Linked DNA regions of Mus musculus: all the other regions are linked to region 5. Evidence: chromatin contacts called from public Hi-C and promoter capture Hi-C data. All regions are on one chromosome and are shown on one strand. The core of a region is the stretch at or near the end of the contact, and the rest is flanking DNA. Distances in the headings are between cores, read along the strand shown. Region 1 holds the start of Cenpl (centromere protein L). Region 2 holds the start of Cop1 (COP1, E3 ubiquitin ligase). Region 3 holds the start of Klhl20 (kelch-like 20). Region 4 overlaps Cop1 (COP1, E3 ubiquitin ligase). Region 5 holds the start of Mrps14 (mitochondrial ribosomal protein S14). Region 6 has its middle 42 kb from the start of Mir1843b. Region 7 holds the start of Zbtb37 (zinc finger and BTB domain containing 37).

Evidence for each region. Promoter capture Hi-C pulls out the DNA fragments that hold promoters and counts their contacts. Hi-C and Micro-C count contacts between places; a contact is called where the count stands out from the background. Capture Hi-C pulls out chosen DNA fragments and counts their contacts.
Region 1: a Hi-C map of muscle stem cells shows a contact between it and region 5, with 3 times the contacts expected there. The contact joins the promoter of Cenpl here to the promoter of Mrps14 in region 5. A contact is called at or near these places in 5 of 39 promoter capture datasets (the C10 cell line, the HPC-7 cell line, erythroid cells and 2 more), 1 of 484 Hi-C or Micro-C datasets (muscle stem cells), 2 of 115 datasets of contacts at active chromatin or transcription factors (embryonic stem cells and epiblast stem cells) and 1 of 9 other capture datasets (adipose tissue).
Region 2: a promoter capture Hi-C map of pre-B cells shows a contact between it and region 5. The contact joins the promoter of Cop1 here to the promoter of Mrps14 in region 5. A contact is called at or near these places in 18 of 39 promoter capture datasets (the 3T3-L1 cell line, 3T3-L1-derived adipocytes, the C10 cell line and 10 more), 11 of 484 Hi-C or Micro-C datasets (B cells, CD4 T cells, CD8 T cells and 7 more), 9 of 115 datasets of contacts at active chromatin or transcription factors (astrocytes, embryonic forebrain, embryonic stem cells and 4 more) and 1 of 9 other capture datasets (adipose tissue).
Region 3: a promoter capture Hi-C map of liver shows a contact between it and region 5, with 4 times the contacts expected there. The contact joins the promoter of Klhl20 here to the promoter of Mrps14 in region 5. A contact is called at or near these places in 11 of 39 promoter capture datasets (the C10 cell line, HPC-7-derived erythroid cells, cranial neural crest and 6 more), 4 of 484 Hi-C or Micro-C datasets (B cells, muscle stem cells, pre-B cells and 1 more), 5 of 115 datasets of contacts at active chromatin or transcription factors (astrocytes, bone marrow-derived macrophages, embryonic stem cells and 2 more) and 1 of 9 other capture datasets (liver).
Region 4: a contact with region 5 is called in a promoter capture Hi-C map of hippocampal neurons, with 5 times the contacts expected there. The contact joins the enhancer-like site here to the promoter of Mrps14 in region 5. A contact is called at or near these places in 11 of 39 promoter capture datasets (the 3T3-L1 cell line, 3T3-L1-derived adipocytes, HPC-7-derived erythroid cells and 7 more), 2 of 484 Hi-C or Micro-C datasets (cerebellum and cortical neurons) and 7 of 115 datasets of contacts at active chromatin or transcription factors (the SCID.adh cell line, embryonic basal ganglia, embryonic forebrain and 3 more).
Region 6: a contact with region 5 is called in a promoter capture Hi-C map of hippocampal neurons, with 6 times the contacts expected there. The contact joins the enhancer-like site here to the promoter of Mrps14 in region 5. A contact is called at or near these places in 15 of 39 promoter capture datasets (the 3T3-L1 cell line, 3T3-L1-derived adipocytes, cranial neural crest and 8 more), 3 of 15 datasets of contacts at CTCF or cohesin (the NIH/3T3 cell line, large pre-B cells and pro-B cells), 86 of 484 Hi-C or Micro-C datasets (the AML12 cell line, B cells, the BV-2 cell line and 49 more) and 17 of 115 datasets of contacts at active chromatin or transcription factors (the NIH/3T3 cell line, astrocytes, craniofacial prominence and 9 more).
Region 7: a promoter capture Hi-C map of adipose tissue shows a contact between it and region 5. The contact joins the promoter of Zbtb37 here to the promoter of Mrps14 in region 5. A contact is called at or near these places in 5 of 39 promoter capture datasets (the HPC-7 cell line, liver, neural stem cells and 1 more), 7 of 484 Hi-C or Micro-C datasets (CD4 T cells, CD8 T cells, cerebral cortex and 4 more), 10 of 115 datasets of contacts at active chromatin or transcription factors (the 230-238 cell line, bone marrow-derived macrophages, embryonic forebrain and 6 more) and 3 of 9 other capture datasets (adipose tissue, liver and macrophages).

Annotation. Positions count from the first base shown.
Region 1 is chr1:161,069,506-161,072,576 of GRCm38.p6, reverse strand. It overlaps Cenpl (centromere protein L), which reads right to left and starts at 1,810. Exons shown (of 5, transcript NM_001159930.2): 1 at 1,221-1,810. Dars2 (aspartyl-tRNA synthetase 2 (mitochondrial)) reads left to right here and starts at 1,917. Exons shown (of 17, transcript NM_172644.4): 1 at 1,917-2,584. The coding sequence starts at 2,461.
Region 2 is chr1:159,230,518-159,233,510 of GRCm38.p6, reverse strand. It overlaps Cop1 (COP1, E3 ubiquitin ligase), which reads right to left and starts at 1,311. Exons shown (of 20, transcript NM_011931.4): 1 at 661-1,311. The coding sequence starts at 1,073.
Region 3 is chr1:161,129,700-161,132,755 of GRCm38.p6, reverse strand. It overlaps Klhl20 (kelch-like 20), which reads left to right and starts at 1,277. Exons shown (of 12, transcript NM_001039482.1): 1 at 1,277-1,393; 2 at 2,304-2,367. The coding sequence starts at 2,360.
Region 4 is chr1:159,353,711-159,356,901 of GRCm38.p6, reverse strand. Cop1 (COP1, E3 ubiquitin ligase) reads right to left here. Exons shown (of 20, transcript NM_011931.4): 20 at 2,030-3,191. Among named protein-coding and RNA genes, the nearest start is that of Mir1843b, 15 kb to the right of the region's middle. Within about 2 kb of position 1,686, at least 8 of the 459 cell types and tissues checked have an H3K27ac peak or open chromatin away from gene starts, as enhancers often do.
Region 5 is chr1:160,193,557-160,196,488 of GRCm38.p6, reverse strand. Mrps14 (mitochondrial ribosomal protein S14) reads right to left here and starts at 1,274. Exons shown (of 3, transcript NM_025474.4): 1 at 1,178-1,274. The coding sequence starts at 1,222.
Region 6 is chr1:159,380,704-159,383,730 of GRCm38.p6, reverse strand. No RefSeq gene overlaps it. Among named protein-coding and RNA genes, the nearest start is that of Mir1843b, 42 kb to the right of the region's middle. Within about 2 kb of position 1,265, at least 6 of the 459 cell types and tissues checked have an H3K27ac peak or open chromatin away from gene starts, as enhancers often do. A contact at or near this core is called in the NIH/3T3 cell line, the STO cell line and adipose-derived mesenchymal stem cells, where this site is marked.
Region 7 is chr1:161,033,220-161,036,475 of GRCm38.p6, reverse strand. It overlaps Zbtb37 (zinc finger and BTB domain containing 37), which reads left to right and starts at 1,627. Exons shown (of 5, transcript NM_001356489.1): 1 at 1,627-1,698; 2 at 2,192-2,388. Gas5 (growth arrest specific 5) reads right to left here and starts at 1,875. Exons shown (of 11, transcript NR_166052.1): 1 at 1,757-1,875; 2 at 672-724; 3 at 462-493; 4 at 232-268. It overlaps LOC115487643 (a small nucleolar RNA gene), which reads right to left and starts at 1,082; the gene lies at 1,003-1,082. LOC115487678 (a small nucleolar RNA gene) reads right to left here and starts at 626; the gene lies at 565-626. It also overlaps LOC115487638.

The DNA.
Region 1 (3,071 bases), core at 561-3,060, 880 kb before region 5:
AGGCATAAAGTATTCCCATGATGTGAGCCTTGGCCACACTCCTGGTGAGCCTCCCACTAATGTGCACCTCAGTGGGTTTAGGTTAATGGCCCTCCCTGTCTTGTCCTTTCTCGTTGCTTTCAGGTGGTTTGGATTAAGAGTCCCACCTCCTGTCCTGCCTGCTTCCAGGACTTACAGAAGGACCTTCAGTGGGGGTCAGGAGGAACCAAGAACTGGGGCTGCTGCTACCAGGAGAAGTTCCTTCGGCTCTTATGCCTGTGGAGGTCCCAGGCCAACTTCTGGAAGACATCTTTATCTTTACAGACACCCTTGGCCTTCTCATCAGAGCAGTATTGGGTTTGGCAGGAGAGCTCCTAGTCTTTTTTATTATTTTTGACTTTACAAATTCTTCCTGTCCATAGCAGCCATGCAGGTCCCACTTATCCGAACCCCTCTGTTAAAAATCTTCCATCAACTGAACTTTCCTTCAGAAGGCAGCGTCTTCCCTCTGCCACCACCTCCTCCCGTTCTTCTCCCCACTTGTTTGCTATTTAGATAGGAGTCTTCATCAGTTCTGTTTATACAGAATCTTTCTTTAAAGTAGGCTAACTAGTACAATAACTGCTAAGTATACATTACTTTTCAGGCATGTTTGTAAGCACTTAACAAAGATTAAGCCTTTAACGAATATTCTTTTGTTTGGGGGTGTTTTGTTTATATCGAGTGACAGTCTCTCTGTGTAGCCCAGGTTGGCCTAGAACTCACGGCAATTCTCTTGCCTCAGCCTCCCTAGTCCTGGGACATATCTGGTACTACTGTTCACTCCTCAAACGACCCTATTAGTAAGTACGCTGCTATGTTGCCAGGTGACTGGAGGGAAAGGTTCTACGAATTTCTCAATTCTTCGCCTCCTTTGACTCTTATGCCCGTGGCAAAGGGTCCTATCAGCCTCTTTCTAGTATCCACGGAACTATATCTCTCATCAAATTCTCTTGTACTCAGTTCCTAACACACAACTAAAACTCAGTAGTTTTTCTTGTGGTTAGTCCATGAAGAAAGTCCCTGAGTTAGTCACTGCAATATTGCCACAAAAGTCAACCCACTGCTCCCATACTAACGCTCACGTTGACGTTAGCTTCCGTTTGTACACATCTTAAATACACAAAAGCATTGCAAAGACAACAGTCACACAACAGAAAGAAATGCAGTACACGGCCAGTCGAGGACCCAAAAGCTCTTACCAAAACTATGTCGTAAAGACACTGTCATCCACTCCGGATTCACGAATCATCCTTCAAGTTTTGCTCCAAGACTACGTCGAGACGAAAGGTTTTGGTTTTTTAAGAAGAAGAAAGTGGCCAAAATGACTGCTTAAGAGAGAACCGAAGCAATCCCCGGTGAGTTCAGAAGAGACATCAGGAGTCCTGGAGTGAACCTAGCTTCCCTCAGGCTCGAGCAAGACCTGCGACTTCCCCCGGGAGAGACAGCTCGGCTTCCCAAGCTGCCCGGCTCTATGATCCTCGCTCTTCGGAAGCTGGCGCCGGCCCACGAAAAACAGGGAGTCCCCAAAGACCCTTCTCCGGAGCTCTCCGGGGATCAAAGGTAGACTTGAAAGTTCCGCTCGTCTAGGCGCTTTTCCACACACGCCACGCCCTCCAGTTTAAAATCATTTCCCGACTTGCCCTGCGGCCGACTCGGAAAGCCTCGCCTGTGGCCCTCCGATTTCACGTAACTGAAAGCAACTGAAGTCGTCATTTTAACTGAGGGCAAGGCTTGGAAGGCTTCAATCAATAGCCTCAAATTCCCAATCCCCTATTGCGCCGCGTTGTTCTTCCGTTTTCCAACCGGTGCGAAACTTTCCCGCATACTGCCGCCCACAATAAACATGGCGGAGGCGCCCTCGTCCTGATTGGCCGGAATCCTTGCGTAACTTTGGCGCTCGCCGGGCGTCAGAGGGACTGGCTTGTGGATGTGGTTTGTGTCTGGGTTTGAACCTCAGAGCTGTTTGGATTTGTTCGTCTTCACCTTTCAGGAAAATCCAGGATGGGCCGCCAGGTTTGGGAAAGTTGAAACACGAGGCTGCACCTCCTTATATTTCTGCTTATGCCCTGGTCACCTTCGAGATACGTGGGAATAAAGGGAGGACGCGCGCCTGGTGGCCGGCCTTCCGGCTGGGGCGCTCTGGCACTGGCGCTGCTGTTGAGGCATCTTCGGGGCTCAGCCTTGTTTAATTAAAGTGGGAACTGATGCACTGAAGGAAGCAAAGGCTTTCCCCCTACCCACTCACCTAAGGTCTCTGGAGACCTTGCAGGTCAATCTACTTTGTAGATACTAGAACGTTCAGCGGAGCAGGGTCTGGATGCATTTGCGTGGGAACTAGAATTTTAAGGGTTCCCAGGTATTCCGAAAACCGAGTTTTGAGCACCACCACACCTGCAGCGTGGGATTCGTGATTGTCTCTCCGGATCCCGGGACTTCAACATGTATCTTGGTTTTTGGTTAAGTCGTCTATGCAGGGGTTTATCCAGACCCATCGGGAAGACCATGCGGCCAATCTGGGGTTCTCTTTCCAGAAATCTGGCGTTGAGTTCACAAAGAATTCCAGGTGAAGGCAGCTACGAGCTTCCGCCTGTTTTTGACAGCTTGTTTCCCTGATTCTAACTGCATTTTAATACCAGGTCATTCATTCTCTTGATTAGTTATAATTAAGGTCCCCCCCTTGATTATAAAAAAAAAGTAGATAGCCTGTGTAGTGTATACTATTAGTAGAAAAACTAAAGTAATAATTTAAATAAAATCTTTTCTAATAGTTTATTGATTTACAAATGATTGTTATAAACTATACTTGTACTAAAGTTAAATACTAACTGCACTGTCAAGCAGGTAATTTCTAAAATTATATGTCACTTACCAAAATGGACAGCTACCATTTTATGTCCCTTCAAGTGCTAGTTTATGTACAAGGTTTAGATTTTTAAACAGAAGGCAAAATTTTCCTTTGGGGCAGTTATTTGCTTGGGCCTTGACACTTGTGCAGGTAAACACAATAGGGATATTGTATAATCTAGGCTATTTTATAAACTACATCAGAC
Region 2 (2,993 bases), core at 62-2,561, 960 kb after region 5:
ACACAGAAACACTAAAAATGTGTTTCCCTTTTTCCAACAGTTGAAACCTGGAATTGGGTGTGAACAAACTTTGACTACAAAATTATTAACAGTATTACAAGTGTCCTATCTATTCAAATTCATATTCCAACGCAGGATGGGCAAAAATAACTTCGTAAAGCATCACCAACCAGGTTTCGAGCACCATCTACTTTTTTACAATATAGTGTTGACCAGCAATCCCACACCTCAGAATCACCAGGCACTAACTAGTCTTCTACCTCCGAAAATCATGAACTACTCCTGACTGATACTTCGTCCACTAGATGGCCAAAAAAAGAAAGAAAACAAAAACAAAAACCAGAAGGGATTTAACCTCCTACCCCGAATACTTCCTTTCTAATAACCACTTACTGGACCTCCATCTTTATCCTTAAGCACTCCCTTAAATGCCTTCAGTTCCTGGACACCAGCACCCACTTCTGTGCAATCCCATTTCACCACTTTGCCTAAGGATCCCAGTCCAGCTCCACCTCCCAACCGGGAACCTTAACTCTGCAAACACTCAACTCTCTAGGTTCGAATCCCAGCACCTCCAACAGGCCTCCCTCCACGGGACCCCGCCAGGCTCAGCAGCAGAAACTCGTGGTCATGCACGCAGGGGCTGCTATGCAAACCCACCAGACGAAGTCGTTGCTTTTGTCCTCGTAGGAGTTGAGGAGCCCGTTACAAAGCGGGACGAGCAGAGGTCGCTTCCTACTGCTACTGCCGAGGCTGGAGCTGCTCCCTCCAACGCCGGCGCTGGGCCTGGCCGCGCAGCTGAGCCGGGACTGGCCCGCGGACACCGCCCCGCCGGCGCTCGCGCTGCCAGACACCGCGGCCGCCACCAGCACAGGCCGCCCCGGGCCGCCGAGGCCGCCGGAGCCCGCGGCCGGAGCCACGCCGCCGGACACCAGCGTCGCCGCCGAGGCCGCCACGGACGGCGGCGACGGAGACGAGGATAAGGACGAGGAGGCGGAAGTCACCGAGGAGGCGGCCGAGGAGCCGGGGCTCGTCCCAGCGGAACCCGAGCCGGCCTGGCGGCTACCTGACATCGTGACTCCCTCCCTTGGCCCTGCGCTCCGAGGCGAGGGCCCGGACAGACCGCGACCCTCCGCCGCCCCCGGCGCTCAGCTCCCGAGCATCCTGAGGACGCGCCGGGAGACGGGCCGGGGGAACAATAAAGTTAGGCTTCCCACCGCCGCCCCGCCGCCGCGTCCTACGCGAGGGGGCGGGGGAAACTATCACATCCGAGGAGCCATGACTGCCGAGGAGGCCGCCGGGGCAGCCAACCCGGGCGCGCCGAGGCGGTCGGGCTTGCGCATGAGCGGCGGAAGGGGCGGGGCAGCGGAGCAGCTGCGCGCGCAGGCGCCGGCGCCGGCGCCGGGCTGTACGGAGATGCCGAGCGTGTAGTTCTCCGAGTGGAAAGCTGATTTCCTTTCTGACGTAGTAGAGAGATGGCCGTTTTCATGGAGCCAAAGGGTGGAAGGGGAAAGGACGGGGAATCTGGTCTAGTGGACCGGGAACGCTCGAAAAGCAACTGCTTAAGCGTGCCCCGGGTGGACGCTGGCGGATTGCCCAGCTAAAACTGCGGCGGTACGGAGCAGTGGTGTTGCGCATGCGTGTGAGCGAGCGCGCATGCGGCTATGGATTATTATCTGGAAAATACTAAGCTCACTTGTGTTCTCTTGCGGCTTCGCGCTTTTTCCCGATTGTGTGGCAGGAATATAATTTGTTTTCGTTTAGATTTTTTTTTTCTGTTTAGATTTTGAAGTCCTGTTAGGAGGAGTAAGGGGCCAGGGCAGTGAAAAAGGGTTACAAGCCTTAGGTTTCAATCTGAAAGAGCCACAACGTGAGGACTTCCCCACGTTCTGACTCAGGAGAGGCGACACCCCAAAATCACCAACGAGAAACGGTCTTGCTGCAAATTGCAAGAGGATTTTTATTCAAGAGCGCTCTCGGCCCACGGTCATACACCACGCAGGGGTAGAGGACCGTGGCGCCCCGAGTAGCTGGGTTAGGGGGTATTTAAAGGAAGAAACCACAACTTAAGGAGGTGGGAAGGGCGTTGTTGGAAAATACCAAAAATACCAGTTAAGAGTCACAAGGAAGTACAAAGTCACAAGTGTCAGGTTATCTCTCAAGACAGTTTCTAAGAGCCCCTAACAATCTAAGAGCCCCTAGCAATAGCACCTTTGCATAGTGGGTTCCAGCAATGGTCAGGGTGACTTTCTTTGAATTAACACTCTTTGAACCCAGGAAGCTGATGGGTGGAGGAATGTTGATATCTGTTTTATGATTAGCATACCTTGGAGCATTGAGTCACAAAGGCAAAATTCCCAAGCCTGGGCCCAAAGGCCTAGAATTTTGTCTTTATTACTCTTTCAAATCAAACATTTTATAGTACCAGAAATTATTTGCTTCTTGTCCCTGATGTCACTTATCTAAATTATCTCCAACCTTTTGTAAAACCTCATTGATAACTCCGTCTTTGTTGGCATTGAAGCAGCAATACTCGCCTAGTTCCCCTGGGAAATGAAAACTAAGTCTAAACCTGGCCGGTTTAGGAGGACAACTTTTGTCAGAGCCTCTGTCTGGACATGAAGCAGATAGAATTCAACGTGTCTGATGTCTACCAGTCTGATGATGCATCTGTTGTAGGCTCCTTTATCCTCTGATTAGGGATACAGTACTTAGGGCTACTGTCCTTATTCCTTCTGTCACTGGACCACAGAGAGCGGCAACCCAAGGGGGAATAAGAGATGGGCACCTTATGGTCCTGGATAAGCATACACTTGGAGTATATACATAAAACTGGATTATTATACACATTCCTAAGTGTTGGGAATTAAATCGCTGTAAATTTGGAACAGTTGTTAGAAACTCTGTACTCGTGAAATAATCCACGCAATATAGTTACTGATAATCACACCAATTAAGCATATTAAAAGTTTTAAGTCCTTTTTATTGATGGC
Region 3 (3,056 bases), core at 28-2,527, 940 kb before region 5:
CTATAATAATTGGAAATGCCAGTTTTTTCATATGTTTATTTTTATGTATACTTTGTTAATTGGCATAAATATGAAGAGCTGATTCACACTGAACTCCTCCCCTTTAAAAAGAAACAGAGTAGTTGAAGCACAAGCCAGCTTACAGTGGGTAGTAGGTTAAGAAGGAATCAATGGGTTAAGAATAGGAAATATTACTTTCACCCTGGCTTAAAAGCCCATTTTAGTTACTAGCATTCCTTAATGTTTTTATAACTCCCTTGCTATAGAACTGTATAGCTATAAAGAATTAAAATCATGACTCATATTTTGGAAGAATCTGAGTCACTTTGAAGATGACTTTTAGACAATCTACACAAAAGAAACCTGAGAGGTGCACATATAAGATGCCATTTCAATGGATCAGAAAAATGTACATCTAAACTATTTTATACCCATCAGATTGGCAAAAAATTAAAGTTGAAAGTACCAATAATATGGACCAACGAGAATCCTTGAACCTTTCTGGAGGAAGATATAATATAATTGTGGCCAGAATCTAGAACCATTGTACACGGCATCAAGTTGTGGCTCTAACCCTTACAGGCTATGCTCCGTAGATACCCTTACCCTTTTGTAAGTTACATAACGCTTTGGTACCGACTGGAATGGCACTATCTGAAACATAATGCTACCACCATTTGGAAAAATGGTAATAAATCCTTCAATAAGAGAGATACTAGAACTGATAAACTAATACACAATGTTATATGCTAAGTATTTGATAATAAATGGGGTATCCATAGCTGTTACTAGTACATATATTATTTACTTATATATCACTGGTACATATGAAGAAAAAACTTGGCCAAATGACAAAGTGTATCATAGAACTAGAATTAGAAGTTGAATTTAAAGACCAATCATTCCCACTACAAGTTTATTAATATGAGGTATATTTCCTATCAAAAACAACTGCACAGAGTCTATAGATGTCAAATAAAGTTCAGCTAAAGAAATTTTGGTTAATAATAGCCTTGTATAGTTTTCAATACATCAGCAACAGACTTTTAGTTATATACTCAAAAATGAAACCCTCACCTCATACATATTTTATTTGGTTGCTCTCTAAGTATATTGTAAAAGTCAGATCGACTAATGGTACCAGTCCTGGGAAACGCTCAGCGAAAGGCACAGCTACTTCCGGAGCCATGACGGAACTACTTGCCCGAACACGTGCAGTTCCGTGGGAAGGATTTAGCCATCGGACCGCTTCCTGTTTCTGGATCTGGGCGGGTGCAGGGAAAGGAAATCGCTGCAGGAGCCGCATCCTGCCTGCGCTAGCGGCTCCAGAGGTGGAGGCAGAGAGGGCGGAGAAGGCAGAGAGGGTGCCGCAGAGAGAAAAGTGTCAAAGCCAGTAAGTCAGAGCTCTAGAGCACGGGATGGAGAACAGAGCCCTAGGTCTCGCTTTGCAGATCTATGAGCTCAACTTGCCGAACTGCCCGGCGGGGTCAGGGCAGTGCTTTCTAGGCTGCCTGTCAGTCGTGCCTCTAAGGGACGGTAGGGTTCCTCGGTCGGGCCTTTCAGGGCTCCAGGCTGCGCTGCTGCTGGCTGCCCGAGGTGTCTTGAAGCCAGGGCAAGGCTGTGCAATGCTTGCTGGGGACGCAGGACTCCGCATCCTGGACAGCTTCACTTGGAATTCTAAGGGAGCGAGCACTCTGCCTCCCATTTTCTCTCTGGAAGCCAGCAAGATCCTGGCGGTGAACAATATTTCGGCGACTAAGACGAGAGCTTGGGAGAGTTGTAGTCTAGAACTACTTTCCCTGCCCTTGTTCAAGCTGCCCGGGCTGGGCTGGTCGGAAGTGGAGTTGTTTTTAAAGGCAACCGCCTCCGGCCTGCTTGTCACTTCAGAATAAGTTAACAACCTTCGGATTCAGTGCTAAAACAATGCTTTTCCTATCCGAGTCACTAAATTAGTACTGCTGCTGGTATCAAGTGATTACTCTGCAAATATACTTGATGGTGAAGTTAAAAAATCAAAAAACTCCCCAGGTGCTTCTTGAGCAGAAAACACCAACTAGCGATCATGACTATTTTGATCCTGACTGCTTTCCCAGTCACCCTCACATTCACATATAATCTGTCACCTTAGCATCTTTAGTTAGTGATAGTCCTCTTAAAGGCATTACATTATGATTGCGCATCTACGCAAAGATTACATTAGGATGTAAGATTCCTGATTACAGACGAAATGAGTGAAGTGATTATACAAGTTGCTGGAGAACTCGAACAGTTTTTAGTAAGCTACTACTTCTCTCTTGTTGAAGGTACGGCTTTAGAACACGGTGAAGGATACTTTTCATGGTGCAGGGAAGGAAAGCCAATGCGCAGGTAAGCCTTTTTAAGAATATGAAACATTGATTTCAGTGATTGAAATTAAGCTTCTACTAACAGTGCATCGTTTACGATTATTTATTCACAAACCTTAACAAATCCTGCTTGGAATTAATCGTTCTTGTTTCAAGTAAATCGAAACTAGTAATGTCAGAAAATAGCAACTTCGTTTATTTGGTTGTGTTGTTTTGTGTTGTCTAGGGATTTTTGGGTTTCTTTGCTCGTTTGTTTGCTTTGAAACAAGAACTATTATGCAGTCCTAGCTGTCTTGGAACGTGCTATGTAGACCAAACTGCCCTCAAAATCCGAGATCCACCTGCCAGTATCTCCCAAGTGCTGAATTAAAAGGTGTGCACCACCATACCCTACTACAGCTTTATATTTTATATGTAGGAGTTAGATTTCTAAAGAGTTTGGATTTTCTGGTTCTTAATATTTAAATCTGCCTTTTTGCATAGTAGTTTTTTGTTATCCATAATCATTAAGTGTGAAATTTTGTGAGCTTACTATAAATGTAATACCCTGTACAATATAGAGGAGTCTGTTGCCAAGGAAAAGTAGTATTTGTAAGATGCTGTACTGCATTCCCAGTTATGGTTTGATTATTTTACTGGGGTTCATCAATATGCTTACTAAAATAGCTGCATTACAGTAAAGCTTAAAGACTAAAATAGATGTAGAAAAAT
Region 4 (3,191 bases), core at 437-2,936, 840 kb after region 5:
CGCATCTGGAACCTCTGAAGTATTTTGCTACACATATTGAGCTCTTTCATAAGTAAAAGCAAACAAAAGTTCAGACTTAGCTGCTAGGAGGACAGGAGAAAAATGGAGGAGATTGATTGCAGAGAAATCTCACATGATGGAACCTTGGTTAGACCACCAAAGGGTTGGTGACTACAGTACTTGATGGGATAAGTATGTCTGTTTCTCCAATATCAGACAAAATGTATGTCTTCTTTACTAAAAGTGCTTTAATATTGCAAAGTAATATTACATCTCCCTCTCTACATTATCTATTGTCTTAATTCTTACATAACCACCTTCATTCCTTGTAATTGATCTTTTGACAAAAAGTATTTTTTTTAAAAAGATTGTATTTATTGTTATATGTAAGTACACTGTAGCTGTCTTCAGACACACCAGAAGAGGGCATCAGATCTCATTATGGATGGTTGTGAGCCACCATGTGGTTGCTGGAATTTGATCTCAGGACCTTTGGATGAGCAGTCAGTGCTCTTACCCGCTGAGCCATCTCACCAGACAAAAAGTATTGTTTTACAGAGCTTATGACTTGTCTTTCTTGGAAGTGGTTATTGGTCCTATGTCTTCACTCTGTCTAGTGTCATCGGTTTGTAGGGTCCTGAACAATATGGTGATTTTAAGAATTTTTAATTAGCTAATTTTATTTTTGGAAGCTTTGCTGGCTCAGTTTGATTGACACTGTTGAGTATATCCCTGTTTTTCTGAAAGGTACACAGTAACTACTTCAGGGGCCTTCTTTTGGGGAACTCTAGATACGGTTCCTATGGAGAATAGACTACGTTTGCCTTTAACTTGCCCAGCACAGCCAAAAGAGGGTTAGGGGAAAGCAGAGTGCATGTCCCTCAGTTCATATAGCACTTACCTCTCTGGGACCACAGAGGAGAAGAAACACATAAATGGTTGACTGGAAACACAATGTCTACTGATGGTTGGCTAGATGGAAAGGGGCATTTCCTGAGGAACTGCAGGATAAGCAATGCCAATGTGTACCAGGAAAGGTAAGGTAAGGCAAGGCTGAGCAGAAGTCATTGATACTTTACCACTTCCCAAACTGACTCAATCAAGTTGTCAACTTTGAGTCCCTTGCTTAGGGTCCTCTAGATGAATGCCCTCTCTTGGCGGGCTTTCCTGACAACTAGATTCTGAAATTGGTTCCTCCAGTCTCTTTCTACAGACTTTTCTCCAGTGTTCTATTTGCAATGACACACAGTTGTCTTCCTTCACAGTCTGGCCAGGGTAGGGTTTCTTCTCTTAGTAAAGAGCTTTGACTCTCCAATACAGCTGCCTATTTTAATGTGTTGCCAGTCCATTCTCCAGATTAGTCGCTCTCTAGATTATTTCCAAACTTAGTAGCTTCTGCAAGTCTGTCCTTGCAGTCTTACACCACCATTCCCTCAGTCTGGGTTTGGACAGTTGGCAAGAAAGCCAGATAAGGTTGGCAAGTCTGCAGCATGATCACTGGACACATGCCAGCTAATGCTGAGAAAGCTCAACTAGCTGCTGGTGGAAAGTTCTCAAGGGCTGCTGTTAGCACCTACTCTAAATGGATCTCTGATGTGCTCAGTTGTTCTGTATTGAAGGAGACAGTGTGGTGTGGTGTCCTGGTTCCTAACAAGCTTGGGTAGTAAGCTAGTGAAATTTTCAGGCTGTAGAACTCTCTCAATGGCCAGCTCATATCCTTGTGTGTAGGTTGTAACTTGGAAGCAAACTGTTTTTAGCACTGGTGCTCAAAAAAGAGGACTGACAGCACTTTTAGTCAGATTGTCCCATCTTGATTCTAGTATCTGGGGAGAGCAAAATAACCTTCCTATGTCTTTATGGAATTCATTTTGAAAATCAGAGTCAGATGCCAACTAAAGGTAGGCATTCAGCTTCCTAGAAAATCTAGGACAGGGATATCATGTTGAGGATTGTTTCAGAAAGAAGACACCCTGTTCCTTAAGAAAACATGGATGAATTGCAAGCCAGATGTACTTATATAGCTATTATAGACTTTCAATACATTTATTAAAAAGATGAAAAACAAAACAGAAGAAGGGTAAAGTGGAAGTGGAGGAAGAAGTCAATTTCCGAAAGGGAAAGTAGGCTCTCCACTCTTTATATTACCTATTACAGTAGGGAAATAGCCATTCCTCCTGATTTCTTCTCTGTGAATGAATGAATCTGGAGGAGAGTCTGAGCTCTCAAAGGGATCTGGAGGGATGATCCATGTAGGTCCAGACTTCAGACAGACAGTTGACTGTGAAATCATTTTGGACACTTGGTTGACCAGTTATCTCCAAGGATACAGATGTCCATAGCCACTGGAGTTCCTTTTAGTGTTGTAACAACACGATAGGTTCTGAAGACTTTCTTTTGCTGTTTTACCCATCTGAAGTTATCATCAGTTAAGTAACTTGTCAACAATCATAAGACATTTTCTAGTCTTTTGGCAGGATCAACATGTGTAACTGCCTTCTTGGTACCTGTTTGATTAGTGGGTAGAAAATAGCAGTTAACCCCCCTCCTTTTGTCTTGTTTTGTTTTTTTTTTTTTGAGATAGGGTTTCTCTGTATAGCCCTGGTTGTCCTGGAACTCAACTCTGTAGACCAGGCTGGCCTCAAACTCAGAAATCCACCTGCCTCTGTCTCCCAAGCGCTGGGATTAAAGGTGTGCGCCACCACTGCCCGGCAACTTTTTTTTTAATCAACTGAAATCCCAAATCCTTTATACAACCCACTTAATAACTCAGTAGACATGCCTTTTAAACAATCTTTTAACTATGTATCATTATTTTGGCAGTTTTCATTTATAAACACCATAATGTTTTACTTTATAGGACTTTATTATATGCAAATTGTCTGCCTAAAGCTTCATGAAGGGATCACGATTTACTTGCTATTATCTACAATTTCCCACTCCAATGCCTAGGATGAAGCCAAGGCAAATGTATTAGTTATGTTTGCATTGCTATAACAAAATGCTTAAGAAAAACTACAAGGAGAAAAAGTTGTTTTGGTTCACAGTTTCAGTATAGTTCTTGGCTCCAGGCCTCTGATAAGGCAAACTATCTCTGCAGTAAGAGTATGTGGAGGAGGCAGTTCACTTCTTAGCAGACAGGAAACTGAGTAATGGGATAACTAGCCATAACCTTCAAAGGCAAACCCTAGTAA
Region 5 (2,932 bases), core at 25-2,524:
TCCAAACTCCCACTACCATACCTGTGCCCCCTCGGCAGTATTTGTACTACACTCTACACCCCTCTCATTGGTTATATGACACCTCTGTCCATTACAGTGGCCATGAACCATGGATACAGCTAATACGCACTGGAACTGTAAGCAGTACAAGTGGGGACATAATTCTTGGTATTAACTCGCTTAAAAGTTTGGTTTTGGTCCAACTGCAAAAGTTAGCATCCCAACTGCGATATATATATATTTTAAGTGTCAGATACACAGACTTTGAAACCTGCTTCCAACAGAAGAATGCAAATGTCACATAAGTCATTCTAATTTTGACTTGTTAGGATAAGGATAGACCTGACTAAAAATATCTATCAAAATTAACCGCACCTCCTTTTTAAACTTCAATATAAATATTAGAAAATATTTAAATTATCCTTGTGGTTTGCATTACAATTCTACTGGACGAAACTGCTATTCATGACTTAACCACATTCCTAAAATCAAAATTCATACACAGACTATATCACCTCTTGCCTGCAAAAAAAAGGCAGATCTCCAGCGATTCTTCCCTATTCTTTATATCAGTGTTCCCCCACTCTAATATACAGATATGACGCAATGTCACAGTAAAGAAAAAACAACCCAGGTCCACCCAGGTCTCCCTCTAGTTGACACCCCTCCCCAACAAAACTATCCAAGACTTCTCCAACGTCCTTTGCTGCTCGTTCCAGTTTCTATCCGCATCATAACACTCCCACTCCTTAACTCTACAGCCAATTCTCGGCCCTTCCTTTAACTAATTCTGCTTTAGCGGAATGGCCTGCTCCCCATTCGAAATTGTCACCACCTGCTTCCAAGCCACCACTGGCTGACAGCTAGTTCCCTACAGTCTCTTTGCATAATCGGAGCCTCTGAGGTCTCAATCATCCGACTCTCCCCTCTCTTCTCCACTCACACTCGGCTCCTTATAACCCGGAGTCATTCTCGCAGCTTTCACATGACGGATCACACCTGAATACCAAGCCCTCGACTGCTGCTCTGGGCTCTCCTAACCTAGCCAGGACGGGAAAGCAGATAGGAGCCTTGGGATCGGTCCTCCGTGCGCATTACAGGTGACAGGGTTACGAGGGACCCACAGGACACGGAAATCAGGGAAGGGGTAGGCTGGCGAGAAAGGCAGGGGCCTGACCTGCCGGAAGGTCCGCAGCAGCGAGCCTAGCACGGACGCCGCCATGTTGTCTGCCCAGCCAGCCAACCACCGCCGCAGTACAACACCGGAAACAGGTTCTGTGGAGGCGGGGCTTATGCCCCAAAGGGCGGGTCCAGGGCAGGATTTAGCCTATAGAGAGGGAGAGGGTAGGTGCGGGATTTGAAATAACTCTCGCGTTATTTCATAGATAAGCAAATCATCCATGCGGACCGCCCACTTAGGCAGTAGGAGAATAGTGAGCCTGCGCGATCTCTCCTGGCCCTTGCTGTTCCTCTGTCCCAGCCCCGCCCAGCCTGCGCCTGTGTTCTGCGCGTTGGCGCCACCCGGCGGAAGCTTGGCAGCATTTGTCACTCATCCTGCAGAACTGGCACTGGTCACATTTCTGCTGTAAAGAAGATGGTAGTGGCCCTGATAGAGTTTCTGCTTGCACGCCAAGGGTTTAAATATGTATTATATTATATATATTATATTTATTTTATTATATTATATCATATCTGTATTAAGGTTGTATAGGTTTTACGTTTTTGTCTCTGTGGGTTGGACGGCGGTAGTGGTGTGTGTGCATGTGCCTGCTGTTTTCCCTTTAGTACAGGGCACTTTCCTGCCATCTTCCTAGCCTGTCTCCTAGATGTGTTGATGGGTGCAGTGAGGAACAGCCCATTGGGCTCTTTACACAGGAAGCTCCCAGGAAGAAGGAGAGTTTTTTTCTTTAAGCGTTACAAGTTAGTGAACATTTCTAATGGGCTAGGGAAACTCTGACTGAAACCATTTGGCAGGATAAGACAACCAGGAGTCCCTGCCATCATACTAAGATCTAAAAAGTCCTAGACCAGCAAGCAGCATCAAACCCTGGTTAAAACTCATTCCCACTCACCCCCACGCCACACACAACATAATTGGGCATCATCTACAGTCATCTCAAGATATGGGTACACGGCAAACTCTTTTATTATGTTTCTGTTGTTTTAAGATGCCTGTTTGTTTTCATCGGGAGTTAGATAGGAAGGGAAGTGGGAAGATCTTGGAGGAGATGAGGGAGGGGAAATATGCTGTATAAAAATATTTCTTTTCAATTAAAAACAGGAAAAGTTTCACTAATGTGTTACAATTTCAGAAAGCCAAACTTCTGGAAGGGGCTTGAAAGTCAGAAAGATATGTTTATAGGCTATAGAGTAAGAAATGAGTTTTAGGGCCGGGCGTGGTGGCACTCGCCTTTAATTCCAGCACTCGGGAGGCAGAGGCAGGTGGATTTCTGAGTTCGAGGACAGCCTGGTCTACAAAGTGAGTTTCAGGACAGCCAGGGCTATACAGAGAAACCCTGTCTCAAAAAAACAACAAAACAAAACAAAAAAGAAATGAGTTTTAGGGCTGGAGGGATGGCTCAGCAGTTAAGAGCACCGGCTGCTCTTCCAGAGGTCCTGAGTTCAAATCCCAACAATCACTCAGTGGCTCACAACCATCCGTAAGGAGATCTTACGCCCTCTTCTGGAGTGTCTGAAGACAGCAACAGTGTACTTACATATAATAAATAAATAAACAAATCTTTTAAAAAGCGAGTTTTATACAATTAAACTATTGCACAGACCCATGAGTTGAATTCCTAAAAGGTCCAGAAAAAAATCAGAAAGATTAAAATTCAATGTGACCGTTTACATTCTCCCTCTATTCTTGAGTGTACTGAGAGACTTTATTTGGAGTCTTCTCACCCTGAGCTTCCATGCACAAGCAGATAGT
Region 6 (3,027 bases), core at 16-2,515, 810 kb after region 5:
GGAGATGGTGGGGGAGGGCAGAAGGGGAAGAGAGAATCGATGGAACAAGTTTTGTTTAGAAAAATGCCACAGCAAAACCTACGTTGGGAACTCACCATCTTGGAATTCAAGAAGAATATGCAACACAGAAGGGGAGATGAGAACAGAAGTGATTTGAAAGAATTCGGGAGAACAGTGGGAACTAATGGCTTATGTGCACTGGACACAGCCAGGGGAGGCAGAGGAGAGGAAAGTGGATTAAACAAAATTAAGAGTATATAAAGAAACACTATGAAATCCCACTAGTTTTTAAGCTAATTAAAAGTATAATTTTCAGTGGGGAGTTTGAGGAGAAGTACTCCACGTTAGCGAGCAACACTGCTCCCAGAAGGCATAGGTTATTAAATAGAAATCTCAGTGCCAGGCACAAGTTATCTCCGTATGCATTAATAATCAGACAGGACCTAGAGGCACCTAAGAAACAACATGGACTATTGCCATTGGTCTTTATTGCTCACCAGAACTAGAAGATAAGATCTTTCTATGGAAGACATCATACTCTGGTTGCAAGATACAGAGAAATCAAGCTTGAATTGGCCAGAATATTGTCCCTGGTGGTTAGCTTTTGCAATGCCAGAAGGCACTGTCCAGGATGCTGGGGAAGAAAAGGAATCAATGGTCTTACCCAGCACTGGACCCTGCAAGCTACAAGGCTGACCTGCTGGGCAAGAAGTACTCGCTGTTGCAATAGTGACACATGATTATGGGGTAAACAACCACTCTCTTGATTGGATTTGAAGCCTGTTCCACAGGAGGGAATTGATTCCTGGAACTGCAAACATGCTCAAAACTCCAGGTTAGGGAAGTTATAGGCCCTAGGGGAGAACATATTGATGTTACTTTTTATAAGTCATGTCTAAATATTTAAATATCTAAATATCAATATATTTAGATTACATATTTAAATATCCAACAGTCATCTAAATATTTGTGTTAATATCCATCGATTTGTGCTACTCTGAACCTTGATTAGAGAAGCTTCCTCCTACAGTCCATAATGGTTAGTCCAGAGTGTTTATGATGCTGAGAATTAGTGACTGTGAGTGCTCAGCTATGGATGGGCTATGATAGCAGTGCCCTTCCCAAGGCTCAGAGAACATCAAGGAAGAGGGGCAGAAAGAATGTAAGAGCCAGAAAAAGGAGTGCTGTGAAATTCAGTCCTCTGCACAGGGCCTGGCTTTTGTACATGTGAACCACAGCAGATGTGGTTATCTACACAAGATTTGCACAAGATCAAGCCAATTAAAATTCCATTGTGGAGGCTGCTGGAAAGATGACTCAGCTGTCAGAGGACTAGGGTTCAATTCCCAGAATCCACGTGATAACACATAACCATCTGTAACTCCAGTCTCATGGGAATCTGATGCCTCCTTCTGCCTTCTCCTGGCATCAGGCTTGCAATTAGAACTCATGCCAAGAACTCACACACACACACACACACACACACACACACACACACACACACACACACAAACACACACATCAATACCAGCATGAAGAAGGGAAGAGATCCTGGGGCTCCACTTCTTCCTTCCTTCCTTCCTTCCTTCCTTCCTTCCTTCCTTCCTTCCTTCCTTCCTTTCTTTCTTTCTTTCTTTCTTTCTTTCTTTCTTTCTTTCTTTCTTTCTTTCTTTCTTTCTTTTTTCTTCTCTTCTTTTTTATTGGTTAAGTTATTTATTTGCTTTACATTGCTAACTCAGCTTCCCCTTCCAAACCCCTCCACCCACCTCCCCTCCCCTTCTCCTCAGAAAAGGGGAGGCCTCCCATGGACATCAACCTGCCTTGACATATCAAGTTGCAGTAGGACTAGGCATATTTTCAGCTGTTGAGACGAGACAGGGCAGCCCAGTTAGGGGAAAGGGATTCAAAGGCAGGCAATGTAGTCGGAGAGAACTCCTGGTCCCTCTATAGGAGTCCCACATGAAGACCAAGCCACACAGCTGCTACAAATGTACAGATGGCTTAGTGCCATCCCTTGCATGCTCTCTGGTTGGCAGTTCAGTCCCTGTGGGCCCAGGTTGGTTGATGGAGTAGGTTTTCTTGTGGTGTCCTTGACCTCTGACTCCTTCACTCCTTCTTCCACAGGATTCCCCAAGCTCCATTTAATGTTTTGCTGTGAATCTTTGTATCAGTTTCCATCCATTTCTGGTGAAGCCTCTCTGATGACAATTATTCCAGGCACCTGTCTGCGGGTATAGCAAAATATCATTAATTTTTTATGATGTCAGGGGTGGGCCCCCCTCATGGTATAGGTCTCAAGCTGGGCCAGCCATTTGTTGGCCCTTCCTCAAATTCTGCATCATCATTTACCCCCGACATATTATGGACAAATTATGGGTATAAGATTTTGTGGCTGGGTTAGTGTCTCAATCCCTACATTGGAAGTCTTGCCTGGTTACTGGAGATGGCTGATTCAGGCTTTATATTCCCCATTAGTAGGAGTCTTAGCTAGGGTCACCCTTATAGAATTCTGGAAGTTTCCATTTTCCTAGATTTCTAGCTTGTCCCAGACATGAGCCCCCACCACTACCAATTCCAGTTCTCTCTCCTTCTCCACACTTGATCCCTCCTGTTCACCTCCCCACCCCATCTACCACCCAGTTCCCTCCCTCTATCCATCCATTCCCATGTCTACTTTATTTCCCCTTCTCTGTGAGATTCAAGCATCCTCCTTTGGGCCCTCCTTATTACTTAGCTTTTCTATTAATACTTTCATCTTAGAAAACTTACCCTTTAAAATATATGCTGCTCACATTACCTAATTTATTTCTGAATAAGTATACCATTTAACACATAGATTTCTGCATTTCATTGGCTCTTACATTTCATTTCTAGACCTCCCCTAAGGAATGAACTTGGGGCTTTGTACCTATTAGGAAAGCAGTATAGGACTTAGGGAGGCGATCCTGAGGTTCCTCTCCTAGTTGAGTCAACTGATGACTGCTGTCACCTTTCTTTAGGAGAGAAGAGTGTTCAGTTCCCCACCCC
Region 7 (3,256 bases), core at 378-2,877, 840 kb before region 5:
CACCAAATAGGGGGTAAATGCGTTAACGACCACTAGCTCCCACATATCAAAAACCAGCCTCCTCAGATACGCAGAAACAATGCCCTGACTTCAGACTTCCCACCCACTCCTCTATCTACAATTGCTCTCAGGGAACAATACATTCAATGTGTGGGTTGAGGGATCTTTAGTGCTCATTTGCCATTGGGTATTCCTTGTAATGGGACCACATGCACACACAAAATTGCTTACATTGCGCTCGCTCTGTTATCCAGCTTCCTGACGAGTCCTGGGGGGGGGGAATCTTTATGTAAAAACTGCTTACTCTGTAAGTAGCCCCCAAATCATTATTTTGTGTGCCTCAGTTATAATCATGGTGGTTTAAAGCTATCGTCACCCCAGCTGTCAAGAGTAGCAAATATGATGTCATCATTGTGGCACTGTCCTTTCAACCTAACTTCTCATTACTATTCAGTACTCACCTCGTAAGCCTTCATCCTCCTTTGCCACAGAACTGGAAATAAGAGATGTGAACAGTCAGTCCCCTTCTTCACGGAACTAAACCCTTTCCAGTAGCTGAATTAAAGCCTCAGAAAAGTGTTTTTCAGAAATCCCTTCTGTCCACTACTCTCATACCATCATGGGCTTTGTGGTCATTATGTTCTAGTCATGCCCCTCCCCCACTGAGTTACCTGGCTGTGAGATCCCACAAGATGTCCCATCACAGAGGTCCACACTGCCATTCCTAAGAAAAATGTTAATCTTTAGTAGTTCTACTTCCACAAAATGGACCTGTCTTACAAAGAACTCCGTCCACATAGGCACTGTTGAGTTGCACATATCCAGCAGTTACATATAAGTCTCTAATCCAGGTACTTCCCAAGAGCAATCGTCCTCTTTGTTAGTGACTAAGGCCTGCTGGCAATCTCTAGCAAAAGCCTTCATCCCATGGTGATCGCGAAAGAAACACCGCGTGGCTTCGCATTCCACCCCCGTTGAACCGTGCACGAGGTGACTCAGCATGCTCTGCCATCAGAATCGTTGGTATTCATCAACAAGCTCAGTTGTCCCTACCAACATAGCCTTCATCATAGCATGAACACGCATGCTGAGTCGTCTTTGTCTGGTGTCCAGACCAAAACCCAATGCTATTTTATGTCACAAATACACGCAGAACCAACCTCCTAAAGTTTCCAGCTTGTGCCCTGAACTAAGCTCACCGGCTGCGCCGGGAATCCCACCAGCTTCCAGTGCTTCAGCCTCCAAGGCCCGAAGCCATAACATACTCAGGAAATTGCATACCTGCTCAGAATGCCGCACAGCTCCGAAAGGCTGAGATGGCGGCTGAGTCGAGTATATAAGGTCTTCGTGACGTCAAGACGCAAAGCTGCTTGCTGCGTCCACTTAAACCCCGCCCCTCACACGCCCTCAGACTCCTCCTCAAGCCCCACCTTCTTCAGGCCCACAAAACTTTCCCTCTGGCCACGCCCCCGAGAGCCCGGAGGGCGGAGTTGCCGCGGGCACGATAGGCCCGCCCTCCGCCTCCCTGAGGAGTACAGGCTGAGGGGAGGGGGCTCCTGCAAGGAAAGCGCTGGGGGTGGGGCGGGGTGAGGGTGACTGATTTCCTTCCGGCACGTCGCTCGCTCCGGAGGAGGGGGCGGGGGGTTTCACTTCCGGGACGGTGTTCCGGCCCATTCCGGCCCATTTCCACCCCCGGAGGTAGGTGCTGCTCCTTGACTGGGCTCGTTCCCCGCACCCCCGCCCCGTTAGCTCATACCCGACGCTCCCGGGCCGCGTCTGGGTTGCAGCCAGCTCCTGCGGCGCTCAGTCGCTGCCCCACCTCCCCTCCCAGCACTCGGCGACCTTCCGCCCCTTTGGCTCCGGGCTGTCGAGCTCGCGGGCCCGCCCCCTTGGCGAGCCCCTCCCTCAGGACCCCGCGCGCGCGCCGGGGCCACACCCAGACACACCCCCGCCCCGGCAACCTCCGCCGCCCTAGACCGATCCCGGGGCGCCGCCCCCTTCCCGGTCCCGCGCCTCACCTGTGCGCCCGCAACTCCCTTGCCGCGGGGCTCTGCTCCTGTCGAGCTTCCCGGCATCTGTGCCACCTCCTCGCTTAGCCAGGTCCCCCTTTTCCCATGCTTCTTGACACTGATAGAGGCCTCCCCAGTACCCGACTGGCCAACCCCAGCGTTCCCGATTCTCCCTTTTACAGCTCTCGCCCCTTCAGTGCCGACGCTAGAGAAAGACTTTACTCCAGGGGCTTCCTCCTCACTGGGGAATCGCTGGAAAGAGCAAACAAAAAAGGCGCTGGTGTAGGCTCCAAAATAAACATCTGAATTCGTGATGGCATCGACAGAGGCACTTAATGGATTAAAAGTTTCAAAACAAACAATAACGCTTTGGAAAAAGGTCAGATTGGTTAAAGTTGCGTCTTGAAAGCCGTGTTTGCACTTACCTGTTTACTCAATAAGTGTATTGTAAATGCGAGGTGATAAAGTGAGCTTGTCCGGACTACTTCCTGGTGTGCTGTGTAGTCTCATAAATTTAGAGAAACATTGGATGCACGGTGAGCCTAAATCCTTGTGGTATACTGGAACTACCCTCAACTAATTAAGACTATTTGATGCAATTGCAGTCTTTGTGGTGTGAAATTTCAGGCTTTATTTTTGTCAGCAGCTGTGGGAAACCAACTTTCCCAGTCAAAGTAGCATCACCACTTTGGAATACCCAAGTTTCAAGTTTGTTGGGGAGAAAAAGTATTACTTAGTTTTTGCTAACTCTGGCAACTAGGCCACAAATTCTCTGCATGTGAATTGAATGCTGACAGGGCTGTGGAATGTTTCTCAGAGTCACCTCAGAGTCCCATATTCAAAAAGTGGGAGCTCAAACTGGTAAGCTTAAAAATATGGGCCTAATCGGGCATGGTAGTCAAACACCTCTAACACGAGCATTCTTTAATCTCAGCAGAAGCAGTCAGCTCTTTTTGAGTTAGAAACCAGATGGTCTACATAGTGAGTTCCAGGAATAGCCTGGGCTTCATAGACCCTGTCAAAAACAAATATCTGGTGGGTGGCTTAATTCTAGCATTCCTGGAGGTAGATCGCTAAGTTCCAGGCTAGTCTGGTCTACTGAGCAAGTTATAGGGCATCCAGAGCTATATAGAGGGACACTGTCTCATGGGGAAAAGTAGTGATAATAGCGACCATTCATGTAGGATATTAGACTTTATACCCAATCTGTATGTGTTTGATGCCCCTTCTTAGTGAACTCCTGTCTT